Linked DNA regions of Muntiacus reevesi: region 2 is linked to region 1. Evidence: chromatin contacts called from public Hi-C data. All regions are on one chromosome and are shown on one strand. The core of a region is the stretch at or near the end of the contact, and the rest is flanking DNA. Distances in the headings are between cores, read along the strand shown.

Evidence for each region. A called contact is a pair of places that touch in the nucleus more often than the background predicts.
Region 2: a Hi-C map of muscle shows a contact between it and region 1, with 8 times the contacts expected there. The contact joins the promoter of HRCT1 here to the promoter of NPR2 in region 1. A contact is called at or near these places in 2 of 3 Hi-C or Micro-C datasets (blood and muscle).

The regions. Positions count from the first base shown.
Region 1 is chr17:55,909,189-55,916,102 of mMunRee1.1, reverse strand. It overlaps NPR2 (natriuretic peptide receptor 2), which reads right to left and starts at 2,145. Exons shown (of 21, transcript XM_065907765.1): 1 at 659-2,145. The coding sequence starts at 1,325.
Region 2 is chr17:56,116,561-56,123,434 of mMunRee1.1, reverse strand. HRCT1 (histidine rich carboxyl terminus 1) reads right to left here and starts at 4,356. Exons shown (of 1, transcript XM_065908276.1): 1 at 3,342-4,356. The coding sequence starts at 4,164. The coding sequence ends at 3,817. SPAAR (small regulatory polypeptide of amino acid response) reads right to left here and starts at 3,265. Exons shown (of 2, transcript XM_065908275.1): 1 at 3,181-3,265. The coding sequence starts at 3,254.

The DNA of each region.
Region 1 (6,914 bases), core at 896-3,395:
TAAGGACCATCTGGCAGAAGTCAGAGCCTGACTCCAGGCTCCAAAGGAAGGGAGCTACATCCCTCAAGCCCCTCCTCTTCCCAGAGCCCTGCCGTCTGCCTCCCACCCGACCTCCTCACTCCCCCACTCTGCCCTGCCTCTCCCTAGGCTCAAAGCCACTGATGGCTCAGAATTTCTCTCAGTGTGGGCTTTACCTGTCTTTCCCCACCAAATCTGCTGTACCTCAAAGCCCATTAACAGAGTCCTCACTCTTCTTATGCCTCCAAAGGGTCCTGGCAGCCCAGTCTGAGAAGTCTCTGCTCACAGACAGGCACACATTTTGGAGTGACCATCAACTACATTCACTAGTCCGGGGCACTCACACTGCTCTCCAGATTCAACTTCCCCCAGCCCCACACTCTCCCTGACCCAAGCTTCACCCTCCATGCTATCTTCTTCCTTGTTCACATCTACCTGTGAACGGCCACCAGCAACCCCCTGCCCCAATACAATGCCTCGGGCCTCTCCCAGGGGCTCCATCCACGTCTGCTTCTTGATCCCAACCACCAGCATCAATCAGCCCCTCAACACCCGTCTCCATCTACAGCCTCCCAGTGCCAAGCCCCAGGGACACCGCGACCCTCCTCCCCAGCCCTAACACAGCCTCGGCCACACTCACTGCGCCCGTTGGCCCGGATGAAGTGGGTGGCCTGCTCAGGGCCCCCCGGCTCACGGGCATACACCTGGTGCTGCACACTGAGGTTGATGCCCTGCAGGGCCTCAAAGACGCCCTCGATGGTGAAGTAGTGAGGCCGGTCATCTGTGCGGGCGTCCAGATACAGCAAGGCAGCACGGGCGGTCCAGTTGAAGTGCCCGTGGAGCATCACTACAAACTCACCCAGTTTGGGAGCAGAGGGGCCAGTGCGCACCAGGGTTCGGTAATGCTCGCTCTTAGCTGAAAACCCAGAGGCCACAGCACCGGCGGTCAGCAGGGGAAGACGCCAGTGTGAGGCAAAGCGAGCCACAGAGGCCGCGGGGTACACGCAACCGGGGCCCAAGAGAAGGTCGGGGTCATGGTACAACTTGAGATCCACAGCGCGCAGGGGGGCCAGGTACTCGGAGCAGGCGCCGTCCAGCTCCGAGCTGACGAAGCGGAGGTCCACGGGCAGCGCGCGGCCCAGCGCCTCCACGGCAAGGGCCACAGCGGGACCCACGCGCGGCCAGGCCCAGGCGTAGCTCAGGTTGTGTTCCGGCAGCACCACCGCCAGCGTCAGGTTGCGCGCCCCGGGAGGGCGCACCCCACCTGCCAGGGCTGCCACGACCAGCAGGAGAGATGGCAGTGCCATGGGGAGAGAGCGGCGGCCCCACCGCCCCCAGAAGCCGGGGCCAGGCGGGCCCACGGGGGAGGCCCCAGCGCCACCCAGCCTGGAACCAGGGGAAGACCGCCGGGAGAGAAGTGATGGTGAGCCAGCGGGGCTGGGACTCGGGAGAGGGGCAGCGATGGGCGAGGGAGAGGGCGGAGGAAGGCAGCCCCGGGGAGCGGGTGAGGACCGGGTCCCGCGGCCCCGGGCACGGCTGAGGAGGGCTACGGGTAGGGTGGCAGGGGGCCGGAGGGGCCGCGGGGGCCTGTGACTGGGATGTGGACAGTGAGGGGCGAAGTCGGCTGGTGAATCTGGAGCTGAGAAGGAAACGGGGGTCCGCGACTGGGACGGGGTGGGGGTGCGGGGCAGGCTGGCACCGAGAGCAGGCCTGGGGGCGCCTCACAGCCCAAGGGGCTAGGAGGGCAGAGGGCTGCGGAGAGGAGGACCAGGGGGGTAAGGTGGGAGGGGGCTGGCGCGGCGGAAGGACTGGGACATGGGCGGCGGGGAGCGAAGCGAGGCCTGGGCCGGCGGGGGAGGCAGGCAGGGGCGAGTCTCCCCGAGAAGGCTTCTCCCGAAGCTCCTGCTGGGACTAACGGGCCCAGGGCGCAGGTCCCGTCCGGAGCTGCGGCGGCCCCGCCCGTGTCCCAGCGCCGCTCTGCTCCGCTTCTCCTGGGCCCGGGCGGCCCGCGCAGCCCCGCGCTTCCTCCCGCCCCCTGCCGGGGCCCCCGGGCGCGCCGCTCGTCCGGGTCAGGTCGCCGCGGCCCGGCCGTCTCCGCTCGCTGCGCCGGCGGCGGCCGAGTGCGACTCCCCGGGCAGGCCGCCCGCCCCCGCCCCGCGCCGTCCCCGCCCCGCCCCGCGGCCCCTCCTTCTCCCGCCCGGCCCCACCCTCCGGCGCCTGCTGTCTCCCCCGGCCCGCACCCCCGGGCCCCCGCCCGGCCGCCGGGGCCCTCCCAGGTCCCACACCCACCCGGGGGCGCCGCGCGAGGGCCTCCCAGGCCGGCGAGGTTCCGGGCGTCCCCTCACTCCGAGGCCTGCCGGGTCTCCTCCAGGCCCCCCGGGCCACCCCGCGCGCGCTGTCCATCGCACTCCCGGGAGCCGGGGCCTCTCCACACGGCCCTCGCGCATCCCGCTCTTCTTGGGGTCTCCTCTCTCAGTTCCCCCGAGTCCCTCAGACACTCCAGTCTCAGGAAGAAGTCTGGAACCCCCACGTATTTGGTATCCTCACTTGTCCTCCACCTAGCGGGCCACACCACCCTTCTCACTGCCGGGAACGCTCTCTCCCCGGCACCAGCAAAACATGCTTGCTCCCTGGAAGAGCAGGCCCCTCCAGGACCAAGGCGTCCCAAGGACCGATCTTTCCCGAGTCCTTACGAAGTCCACAAGTCGCCCTTTTCCTTAAGGCTCAACTCTCCAATCTCTCTCTTGCTGGCCCTACGCCCCGTCCGTGCGCTCCCGGGTCCTCCGAGGCCACCACAGCCCACGGGGCTTCCATCGCACCATCTGCTCCTGGGCAGGACCCCAGAACAGCCTCTTCTCTTTGTCTCCCTTCACGGCCCAGGCTCGCACCCGAGGAAACCTCAGGGGATGACTCAGCAGAGCGTTTCCAGCAGTAGAAGCCCACCGTGTCCCCTTCGGGTTCCACCCTCCCTCCTAAGCGTCCAGCGTGGAAGGCTCACCCCAGACACCCCAGATCTGGAGGAGCTGATCTGATTGCGAGGACCAGCTTGGGAGGGGTGAAATCACGGTTGCTGGGAGGAACTACCACGGGACCTTAGGGAGTTTTCCTCAAATTGTCTTTAAGGAGATGCACATCAACCCATTTCCCTCCCCCCTGCCGAGAGCCACAGGGCATCTCCTGCTTCAGGCCACTTCTCCAGCAATCACAAAGCCAAGAAGCTGAGAGCTCCCGGAGACGAGCCAGAAGGGTGGCTGTGCAGGGGGAGGAGGGGCCCAGTTTCTCTGAGGTGGAGGCGACACCTAGTGGTTTGGGGGCGGAACTAAAGAACAATGCCATTTTATTCTCAGGTACAATATTACTTTATTGAACAGCTTGCCTTGCACAAGCTATGGGGGTGAATGCACAAAGCTGAATGATACAGGCTCACCTTTGAGGAGCATTCATTTGGAACCCCTTGGGCTCAGAGGCCAAAGGCAAGCCCCCCAACAACCTCTTTTGCCCTCAAGCCAGTAGAAATGGAAACCTTTGGATAGCTCTTTAATACAGACATGTAACTCCAGTTCCAGCGCCTGACACTGTTAGTGCAAAGAAACTTCATCCTATCTGAGCAAGGAAAAGAAGGATAGACCAGACAAACGGGTAATGGGACAACCCGAAGAAGACATGACTCTAACTCACATACAATCAACCAAATACTTTTCAAGCAACAACACACATTTTAATCAGAGAAGCAAATCCAAATGACACAGCCTCTGCCAGAATCACAGAATTTCAGTGCTAGGAGGAATCTTATAAATATATTGTTCACTCCTCTCATTTAAAGATAATTGAAAACTGAGTCTCTGAGAGAGAAATTCCATAGCTTCCTCTCCTGCCCCTCTCCCCAAACCCTACATGGTTTTTGGGTTTTTTTAAATTTTCTGCTCAGGGTCTTAGCTGAGGCACACAGGATCTTTCATCTTCCTTGCAGTATGTGGGATCTTTAGTTGCAGCATGTGAACTCTTAGCATGGCATATGGGATCTAGCTCCCCGACTAGTGGAGGAGGAAATGGCAATCCACTCCAGTATTCTTGCCTGGAGAATCCCATGGACAGAGGAGTCTGGTGGGCTACAGTCCATGGGGTCGCAAAGAGTCGGACACGACTGAGTGACTAACAGTACACTACACTACACTCCCTGGCTAGGAATTGAACCTGGGCCTCCTGCCCTGGGAGCTCGGAGTCTTAGCCAATGGACCACCAGGGAAGTCCCCTATGTGGCTTCTTAATAGCAGATCAGACACTAGAATACAGGTTTCCTGGTCTCTAAGGTGGGCTCTGTACAGATATTTGCTGACTCATGGAACTTAGGAGGTGAAGCAGTGCTCAGAGGGTAATGGCCACCAAAGACCCAGACGAGTCTCTAGAACACCAGCAGACCCAGGTGAGGGAGGATCAGACACCACTGTTGCCCAGACTCTCCAGATGAGTTCAAATACATGATATATCATTTCAGGCATCTTGCCCCTTCACTCTTCCTTCCAACTTGCCACTAAGACTAGAAAGTGGGACTGGCAGGGAAATAAAGTTAACTGCTAATGCTGTTTCTTTTTTTTTTTTCCCCTTTTTTAAAAAACTGATTTGTTTTTTTTGTTGCCTTGGGTCTTAGTCACAGCATGCAAGATCTTTGCTGCATCATGAGGGATCTTGCCTTGCAGTGCATGGACTGTCTAGTTGGGGCATGCAGGCTCAGTAGTTGCAGAGCACAGACTTAGTGGCTCTATAGCATGTGAGATCTTCATCCCCTGACTAGGGATCCAAGCCACATCCCCTGCATTGCAAGGCTTATTCTTAACCACTGGACCACCAGGGAAGTCCGCAATGCTGTTTCTAATTAACATCCAGTGAAAATTTTTTGGTTTTTGTTTTTTCATTTGCCGGAAGAGGCCAAAAATGTTAGATAAATGAGAACTTTGATTATCTATAGAGTCTAATCATCTAATTATGTTCTCCCTGATATGGACAATAAGATTTTGACTATTTGGTGGTCACACTGCTAATCATACAAAGCCTTGGAAGCCTAAAGGTCCTGCTGGCCTGAGGAGCACCCAGCTAGGAGTCAACTTTCTCTCTGGAGGGTTGGTAATGTCTCATACTACTTCGAAGACACCCTCTATAATTTCTCCTGGGACAGGGCCAGCCGAAACGACTCGTATCTGATCCAGAACTAAACTATGGAGCATCAAATTAGCTTAACTACTAAGGAAATGGCAACCCACTCCAGTATTCTTCCCTGGGAAATCCCATGGACAGAGAAACCTGGTGGGTTACAGTCCACGGGGTCGCAAAGAGTCAGACATGATTTAGCAACTAAACAGCAACAGAAGCTACAGTAGTTTCCAAGTTGCTCTGTTCTTAGCACGAAGAAATCCTGAGGCCTGTCACACTCTGGCCAAAGGAGCCTCAAGACCCTTGCTGAGTTCTGAGACCAACATGGGATTCGGGCTCATGACAATCTCCGTGTTAAGCCTTGATGCCCCAAACAGACTCCCGGTTTAGTACTGAACTTGTAACACTTGTAACTTACCTGATTTCACAGTTAACTCTGGACTCTCTGGCTTGCTATACACCAGACTGTGCCTCCAAGCCCATAGGATTCCAGAGAAATGAAACACCTTGCCGTCTTTTCTCTGCTTAACCAACCTCACTTGCGGAAAAAGGCTTTGACTTATACGTGCTTGTTGCTTACACACAAGACAGGTCTGAGGGAACTTGCCAACGGCGGACAGAGAGCAGTTATGGAAAGTAAGATAAAACAAGACAGGAAAGATGCATTTGCAAATGCAGCATTTCAGTAAGGGAGAGGAGAGGCAGTATAAAAAAAGAAACATGGTGGAAATTCCCTGGGAGTCCAATGGTTAGGACTCCGCACTTTCACTGCAAGGGTGTGGGTTCAGTCCCTGGTCAGGGAACAAAGATCCCACAAGACCCCACACGCCTTGTGGCTGCAGTGAAAAACCAAAAAAGAAAAAAAAATAATAGTGAAACATATTAAAGGCAAAAAAAGACCTCACTAAAATTCTACATTATTTCTTATAGCCCCAGTGAGGGAAAGAGACAATCCGGAAAACAAGTCAAACCCCCATTGTTGCTCATGTGGCCCACTCCCATCCCCCTCCTGACTCCCCTGCCCCTCCATACAGCATGGTTCTAGACTTTGAGGTCACCTTCTCATCATATTCAATATTCTCAAACAGCTGCTATTATTGTTTAAAGGGTCAAAGGTTTTTCTTTGAGTTTACACACAATTTTCTAAGTTAAATGTTTTAAAATAGTTTCAAATCAAATCCCGGCTTCTAACTTACCTATCAGGATATGTATCCTAAAAGCTGAAATGGTACATACTGTGAGGGTCACAAACACAAATTTTGTGAAAAGATGGTGCAGAAGAGTAGTTTTTTTCATGGAGAGCCAGTGATTTCCTAAGAAGCCATTTAAGAATTGTCAGGAGAAGTCACCATGCACTTTGATCTCTGATTCTCCATGGAAGCTGTGCTTTGCAAAGTGTTGTTTTTAGCAGCAAAACCCTGCCTTCAAACACAAGTTTAAATGTAAAACAGAAAAGAAGCCCAGATGCCCCAGGTGAAGTAGCAGAGGTGAGCCCCCAATCCTTACCCTCTGCCCTTGGCGCTCTCTCAGACAGAGCTCCTGGGCCCTGAACCTCTGGGCAGAAGCTTCCGAACAGGGAGAGAACAGAAGGATGTTCCACGGGCCATGTATGTACAGATGGTTTCAAGGGAACTCATTTCCAGATCCTCGTCTTGCACACGTACTGTTGCCAAAAATTCACCTGCCGGAGAATGAACTGGTACTCACACAGTCCTTCCCTCACTTGACAAAAGAAAGGCCTGTTCCTC
Region 2 (6,874 bases), core at 3,107-5,606, 210 kb before region 1:
GTGCTGTGAAAACTTACCCCGGGCTTCCAGAGGGGCAGCTATGGCTGTACGCAGTGCCGGGGCCTCCTGACCAGATGGCCACCCCAGAGCCCAGGCCATGGCACGCTCATCCCTGGGTGCCTCAGCCTTGGTGCTGCTTGGGACAAGGCTCTGAGATGTCTGAGCGGCTGTGAGCACTTCCTGAGCTCCTTCCTCCAATTGTGAGTGAGGGCCCAGGACCCGCACAGCTGCCGGCCCCCTTGGTGACTGCACTCACCCCACCCCCCACGCACACCCATGCCACTCCAGCCCGGCCTCCTGCCAGCGTCTCTGCTTCACTGGGCCGGGGGAGTAGGGGTGAGCCTGGTCCAGGCCACTCTGTCTCCCATCCTCACTTGATCACAGCCTTTCCATGGCCAGCACCTCCTGAGACCACCACCACTGCCAGAAAGGAGGCTGAATTATTAACCCGACTTCATCCAAACCCTGAGAAAGGGTGTCATTACAGACAATAGCTCCAGGTATTAGACACAGCCAGGCACTATCTCATATAATGGTTCCAGCAACGCTGTGAAGTAACATTTTCTCTATTTTAGAGATAGTCATAGCCCATGGCCTGTTGCTATTAGTAGTGATAACTAGAGCACCAAATTGCCAAGGAGGGACTTCCCTCCCTTTCCTTCTAGTTCAGACCTCTCTCCAGATACCACCGCTCCACAGGGCAGTCGTCTCCTTCTATACATTTACTGATCAGAGTGTGAAGACCCAGAGATGGCCAAGGGCTAGCCCAGGGCCACATAGCCTGGATCCTTTTTAATTTCTCCAAGGCCCAGTGAACTTTCTTTGGTACTAGTGTTAGGAAATTGCTTATGCGCAGAATGGGAGAGTGACTATTTGGAGTAAGTGATACTCTGCCAAGTTCTCTCTCTTCCCCTTTCTAAGATAACTGGACAACCCACACAGAGGAGGAGCCCAGAGCCAGCTGGGGCTGCAAGAGGAAGCTGGACATCTTGAATTACTTGTATTAACTGGAGTGACCAGAAGCAGGGGGCAGGAAATATGACGAACCACTCTGTGGGCCTGTGGTTTCAGATTATCAGTGAATTGTTATCAATGAATTATCAATGTCAGCCAGTCACTTTGGGAGGTGGAGGGCACGAGGGGGACTGCTTGTCCTAAGGGTTTCTCCAGATATTTTCTTTTCTTGTGGATTTTGTAATCTTATGACAGACAGCCCCTACCCATGAGCCCCAGACATAACAGGGCTCTGAAAGATGTCTACCACTTATACATACATCTGTCTTCCCAGCATCCATCACTGTCAACTGGTCAGAGAAAAGAGCATGGCCCATACATTCCGTATATATACATATACATACATATACATGCACACAAACACACATAACCATATATATATATATATATGTATATATATATGCCTTATCACATGGCATGTGGGATATTAGTTACCCATTAGGGATTGAACCAGCACCCTCTGCAGTGGAAGCATGGAGTTTTAACCTCTGAACCACCAGAGAAGTCCTCCATAGATTCCACTTACATTAAGAAGGGGAAGGTGATGGCAAGCCTCTTGGCTCTCCCAGAGGATGCTCGAGGCCACACATAGGAAAGGCAGGCAATCCAAGGCTCACATCGGGCTCTGCAGAGGGATGAGGGAGGTCCAGGCTGGCGGGCTATCGACCTCCACACACCCCAACACTCAGCAGATGGGGTAGTAAAGCGGGAGCTCTCTCGGCAAGGCCCTAGAAGCTTAAAGGACTAATCCCTGCAATGTCCCACTAGTAAAGTTGGAAGCCCTCAAGCCCTAAGCTTCTAGTAGTGATGATTCCAAGTACATTTACTTTTTCCAGAGAGCATGAAGCCCTGGAAACCTTTCTCGAGCATCTGTCATGTGGGCTGATCCCACACTTGGGCATGGGGGGGCCCTCAAGAGTTCTCCAGTCTAGGAGGACAGGGGCCTTTGAATCTCTAGGGAAAGAGATTTGAGTGCATCGGCAGAAATGACAACAACAATAACAATAATAATAAATGAGAAACCCATAAGAGTGAATGACAAATTCTTCTTGGGCAAAGACAGAGAGGGGAACGTGCAAGATGTTTCCTGAGCCTAAGGACTGGAGCAGTGTGGACAGGACAGAAGGAACAGGAGGAGGCAGGAATCAGACCGGGGGCCTTGGATGGCCAACCAAGAGGCAGAGACTTGGTCCCAAGGGCAATGGGCAGGCTGCAGTGTGAAGAGGCCTCGCAAAGTGGCAGGGCTGGAGGTGTGCAGACTTGGAGGGGTTGTGGCAGGAATCCGGATCAGGGATGAACTAAGGGTAACCACAGGGTAAGGGAGGAGAGGCTGATACAAAGAGTGCTATAGACCCTGGATCCTCTTTCCCAAGCCTGAAATCTGGCCTTGCTATCAGTGAATTTGCCTCCCTCTCCCCGCCTCCCACCCCAGGCCTCATAGAGAATCACCGGGGAATAGAAAAGAAACAGGACATTCTGTTCCAGTGAGTCAGCCACCAGGCCCCTGACTTTATGGCCTGTTCTCCGGCCTCTCCCCACCGCCTCGCCTGGCCCTCAAGCCTCTCCCCCTCCCCTTCCCACCCCAGTTCACAGGACTTCCTTCCTCACTGAAGGCCTCAGAACTGGATTCCGTCCTGGCTGCAGAATCCTGTCAGCTGCCCTGGGGTAGCTGGGAACAGGCTTTGACAAGAAGCGTCTGTCACCTATCTCATCTTAGGGAAGGGGAAACTGAGACTCCGAGGAGCAAGCCCTCTCCCAGGGCCACCCAGCAGCACATTCTCCCTCCTAAACTCACAGCCACACACAGACTCCAGCCAGCCACAGACACATACACACACACACACACAGACACAGACACGCACGCACACACACACACACACACACGCATCAGTGGGGTCAGGCTGGCTGAGACTCAACACCTGGATGAGAAACCCTGACCAGTTTACCAAAGAAACGTTCATTCAGCGCAGCCTCGCAGGGGCCTTCTGCAGGCCCGGAGCATAGTCTGCCCTAGAGGTGGACCGGACAGAGCCCTGGGGGCCAGCCTGGACGGCCTCGCTCCTTCTCTCCGAGCCCCACCGGTACACAGAGAGCCGTCTCTGTGCAGGGCTGCCTGCAAACCCTAACCATGCCTCCCATCAGAGCTCGGGCCCCAGGCCTTCTCACCTACTGTCCACGGAGCCCAGCGGAGCCGTCCAGTCTCCCCCACGGCAGGGCCCACTCAGACATTCACTTCCCATCAGAGAGGGAGGTCCAGGGAAAGGCAGGAACAGGCCTGGCCGCTCCCTCCCTCCCACTTGAGTTACAATCAAGAGCCTCTTCACAAAGCTTCTTAATGGTTTTTATTTTCTTGGATTAAGGCACCACTGACTTGACTGTGCAGCCTCACGACCTCCTTCAAACACAGGGGCATCGCCAGGGCCCCTCCCAGCTACCTTGCCAGCCAGAGGCCTGGTCATTGAGAGCGAGCAGGGCACACCTGCCCATCCGCACACACCAGCATGCCTGCACCAACCGGACAGGCGGTCCACTCTGGTGCCCCTCGGGAGTTAAGGTCACAAGGTGGTGTCTGCCCCGAAGGACCGCCAGCACCGCCTGCGCTCAGCCCGTCCCCCTCCTGTGTGTGCAGGGCCAGCCCTGGCGCTCCTCCGCTCTCCTCCGCAGCACACGGGGCGTGGAAGGTAGACGAAGCCCAAGCAGGACCCGGTGTTCCCTGCAGAGAGGCGCCCTGCTGCGTGGGAGCGTCGGCAGGTCCACTCGTCTGGCGACGGCAGGGCAGGCAGCGGCTGCCCTGCACGGGCCTCAGTGGCGGCCTCGGTGGGCACGGGCGGCGTGGTGGGCGGCGTGATGGTGGGCATGGTGGTGGGCGAGGTGGTGATGGTGATGGTGGAGGTTCGCATGGGGCATGTGAGACACGTGGCCAGCATGGCGGAAATGGTGCAAGTGTCCCAGGTGGCCCCGGCCTGAGGAGATCCACGGCCGGGCCCACCTGATGCGGTTCCTCCTGGCGGCGGGGCGGTTCCTCTCCATGTCGGGCTCCTCCTGTCTGGAGTACAGGCAGGCGGCCAGCAGCAGCAGCAGCAGCAGCAAGGCCACCGCCGTGCCGACGATCAGGCCCACGAGGGTCGTGCGCTGCAGGAGGTCCAGCATCTGGGAGCTGACAGGGCCCTCTGCGTGGCGGCTCCGCACTGCTTCCTCCCCTCCAGCAGCCTCTGCTCAGCCCTCGCGGTCACTGGACTGTTTTCTCTGCTCCTGTGGGTTGGAGAGCAGCCAGGGAATGTGGGTGCAGCCTCTTTGGGTTGCAGCTGCCAGCTGAGGGGAGGCCCGGCGACTGTTAACTCTGGGGAGGCCCAAGTGAGGCTAGGTGGGGAGAGAGGAGCTGGAAGGAGGGGCCTCGGGGTGGGGGGAGAGCCCAGAGGCTAGAGATAAGAGCCTGGGCCCCCATCCCTGCCACCCAGCCGGGTGACTGGGCCAGCCCGGTCCCCTCCCTGGGCCTCAGAGCCCTCCTTTCTTAGAGACAGCACAGCACGCTAACTAAGATCGTGGGTTCTAGAACCACATGACTCACCAGCCCTGTGACTGCGCATGTTTCCCATGCTCGCTGCCTCAGTTTCCTCATGTGTAAAAGGGTTCATTAGAGTATATTTCCTAGTAGGGTTTTCTGAGGATTTAAGGAATTAGTGTTTATAAGGCACTTAAACCAGGTCTGGACACGTTTGCCACTGATATTGAGTGAGTGAGTGAAAGTCACTCAGTCGTATCCGACTCTGCGACCCCAAGGACGGTAGCCTGCCAGTCTCCTCTGTTCAAATTATCCAGGCAAGAATCCTGGAGTGGGTTGCCATTCCCTTCTCCAGGGGATCTTCCCAACCCAGGGATCAAACCTGGGTCTCCTGCAAGTAGGGCAGATTCTTTACCACCCAAGCCACCAGGGAAGCCGCCGATATTCAGGCAGTGGAGTTTGGCCCAGATGGCTTGGGGGGACCGAGCATCATCTGGGAGACCGTGGCTCCCTGCCCTGCAGCCCACAGAGGCCGCGGGGGCTGAGTCACATTCTGTCCTGCAGAATGTCTGCTCCTGCACTCTTCAGGAGCTCAGGCCAGCCCGGCAGGCAGGAAAGCTGAACAACTGTCTCTGCAGCCTCAGTCCTGCTGGGTCTGGGAGCCGGGTGTCAGTGTAGGGCTGCAGGAGGCAGGAAGCTGGCCGCTGAGGTCAGAGAGGCCAGGCCCCAGGGTCAGCCTCCTGCTTCCCAGTCAACAGGCTCAACTGCCCATACACGGCAGGCTCCCCGCTCCATCCGAAGCTCCCCACCCGACAGTCAAGACACACCATTCCTGCCTGGGGGAGAATTCACAGAGCAGGCAGGACCTGAGCAGTTGCAGATCCCTCTGCCCATGCAGTCCAGAGCCCTCTGTTCATCTAGACAAGCACTTATCCATCCCACCACACGGCCAAGCGGCCGGGGACGGTTGCTTGCTATCTTTCCAGGCAGCCCCTCCCATTGTGGGCTTGTCAGGCTGCTCTTACAGTCCTTCCTCACATGCTGCAGGGTCCCCCCCAAAGCCACAGCTCTGCACCTCGCCCTTGAGACCATGGGTGCCCAGGGGACCCTCCACAGAGAGCCCCCACCCCGCCCCCACTCAGTTCTCTGCCACCCAGAGAAATGCTTCCAGCAGCCTGCCTCCTGGTGACCTTGGACACACCCCTTCTCTGCAGCCTGTTTCCTCCTCTGGAAAAGCGCCAGGGCAAGAGGTGACCTCTGGGGACCCTCCCTCTCTGACCTGGATCTGAGATGAACTGTCTCAGGGAGGCCCCAAACCCTTAGTGCAAACCTCCTCTGGATGAAAAGATCAAACATTCCCTTCAACCAAATTGGACTCTGGGGGCAGAGGGTTTAATGAGTCCTGGGGTTCTCCCCCTGGGGTGCAGGGTGGAGGGAGGAAGCCACTTGAACTTTTAATGATGCTCAAGTGAGCATTCCCTCCTGCGGCTTCTGGAGGCCCAGGAGGCCAGCTGCCTCCCCTGGGGGCCCATTAAGGAGGGAAGTCTGCTGGAAGGAGGAGGAGGAAGGCAAGCAGAACTTTCTCCTACTTGGGAGCGTCTCCCTGCGGCCCCAGCCCTCACCGAGAGCTGCAGAAACTGATGCCAGAGGAGGGAAGGGGCTTGTCTGAGTTTCCCCAGCCTCAGGGGCTATGCTGGACAGCATGTAGTCAAGGCAGCAAGACTCCTGGAGTGAAGGCCGGGCTCCTGAGTGAGAGTCTGAGATCAGCTGGGGACCGTCCACAGTGATAACGGAAAGGACGTGCGGATACGGATGACTCTGGTGGGGAAGGGGTTTCGGGGCTTCCCCAACACCACCCCCACATTTATTTTCTCAAGTGCACAGTCACTCCCTATCCGGACAGAGGATGCCATCCTAATGTGGGCATTTGATTTGAAGCTTTGGGTACTCAGGGAGATATCGAGACCGTGGTCCTCCAGGACATTACAAGTGACTGAGACTTCCTTGGAGGGGTTGCGGACAGATGACCTTACAGGATACGTGACTGTGTGTTCCCTGCCCCGAAAAAGCTTTCCTGGGGCGTTGTCACTGTATTTCTCCCTTAAGGCTGGGGCTTCTGCACACTCCACTGGCAGCCTTTCAAGCTGAGGGACCAGAGTTCCGGACGATACATATGGCTGATGGGGCAGCCTTTTGGAGTTCATATCATTAGCTTCATGATGTGATATGAAGGTGCCCCCAACCCTAATCTCTGCATATACTTGCCTGCATGTGAACACGTGTAAACCAACATTGCATTGAAGCAAATTCATGCACCAAGAGCTATGTGTACACACACTTACGCACAAGTACACACAA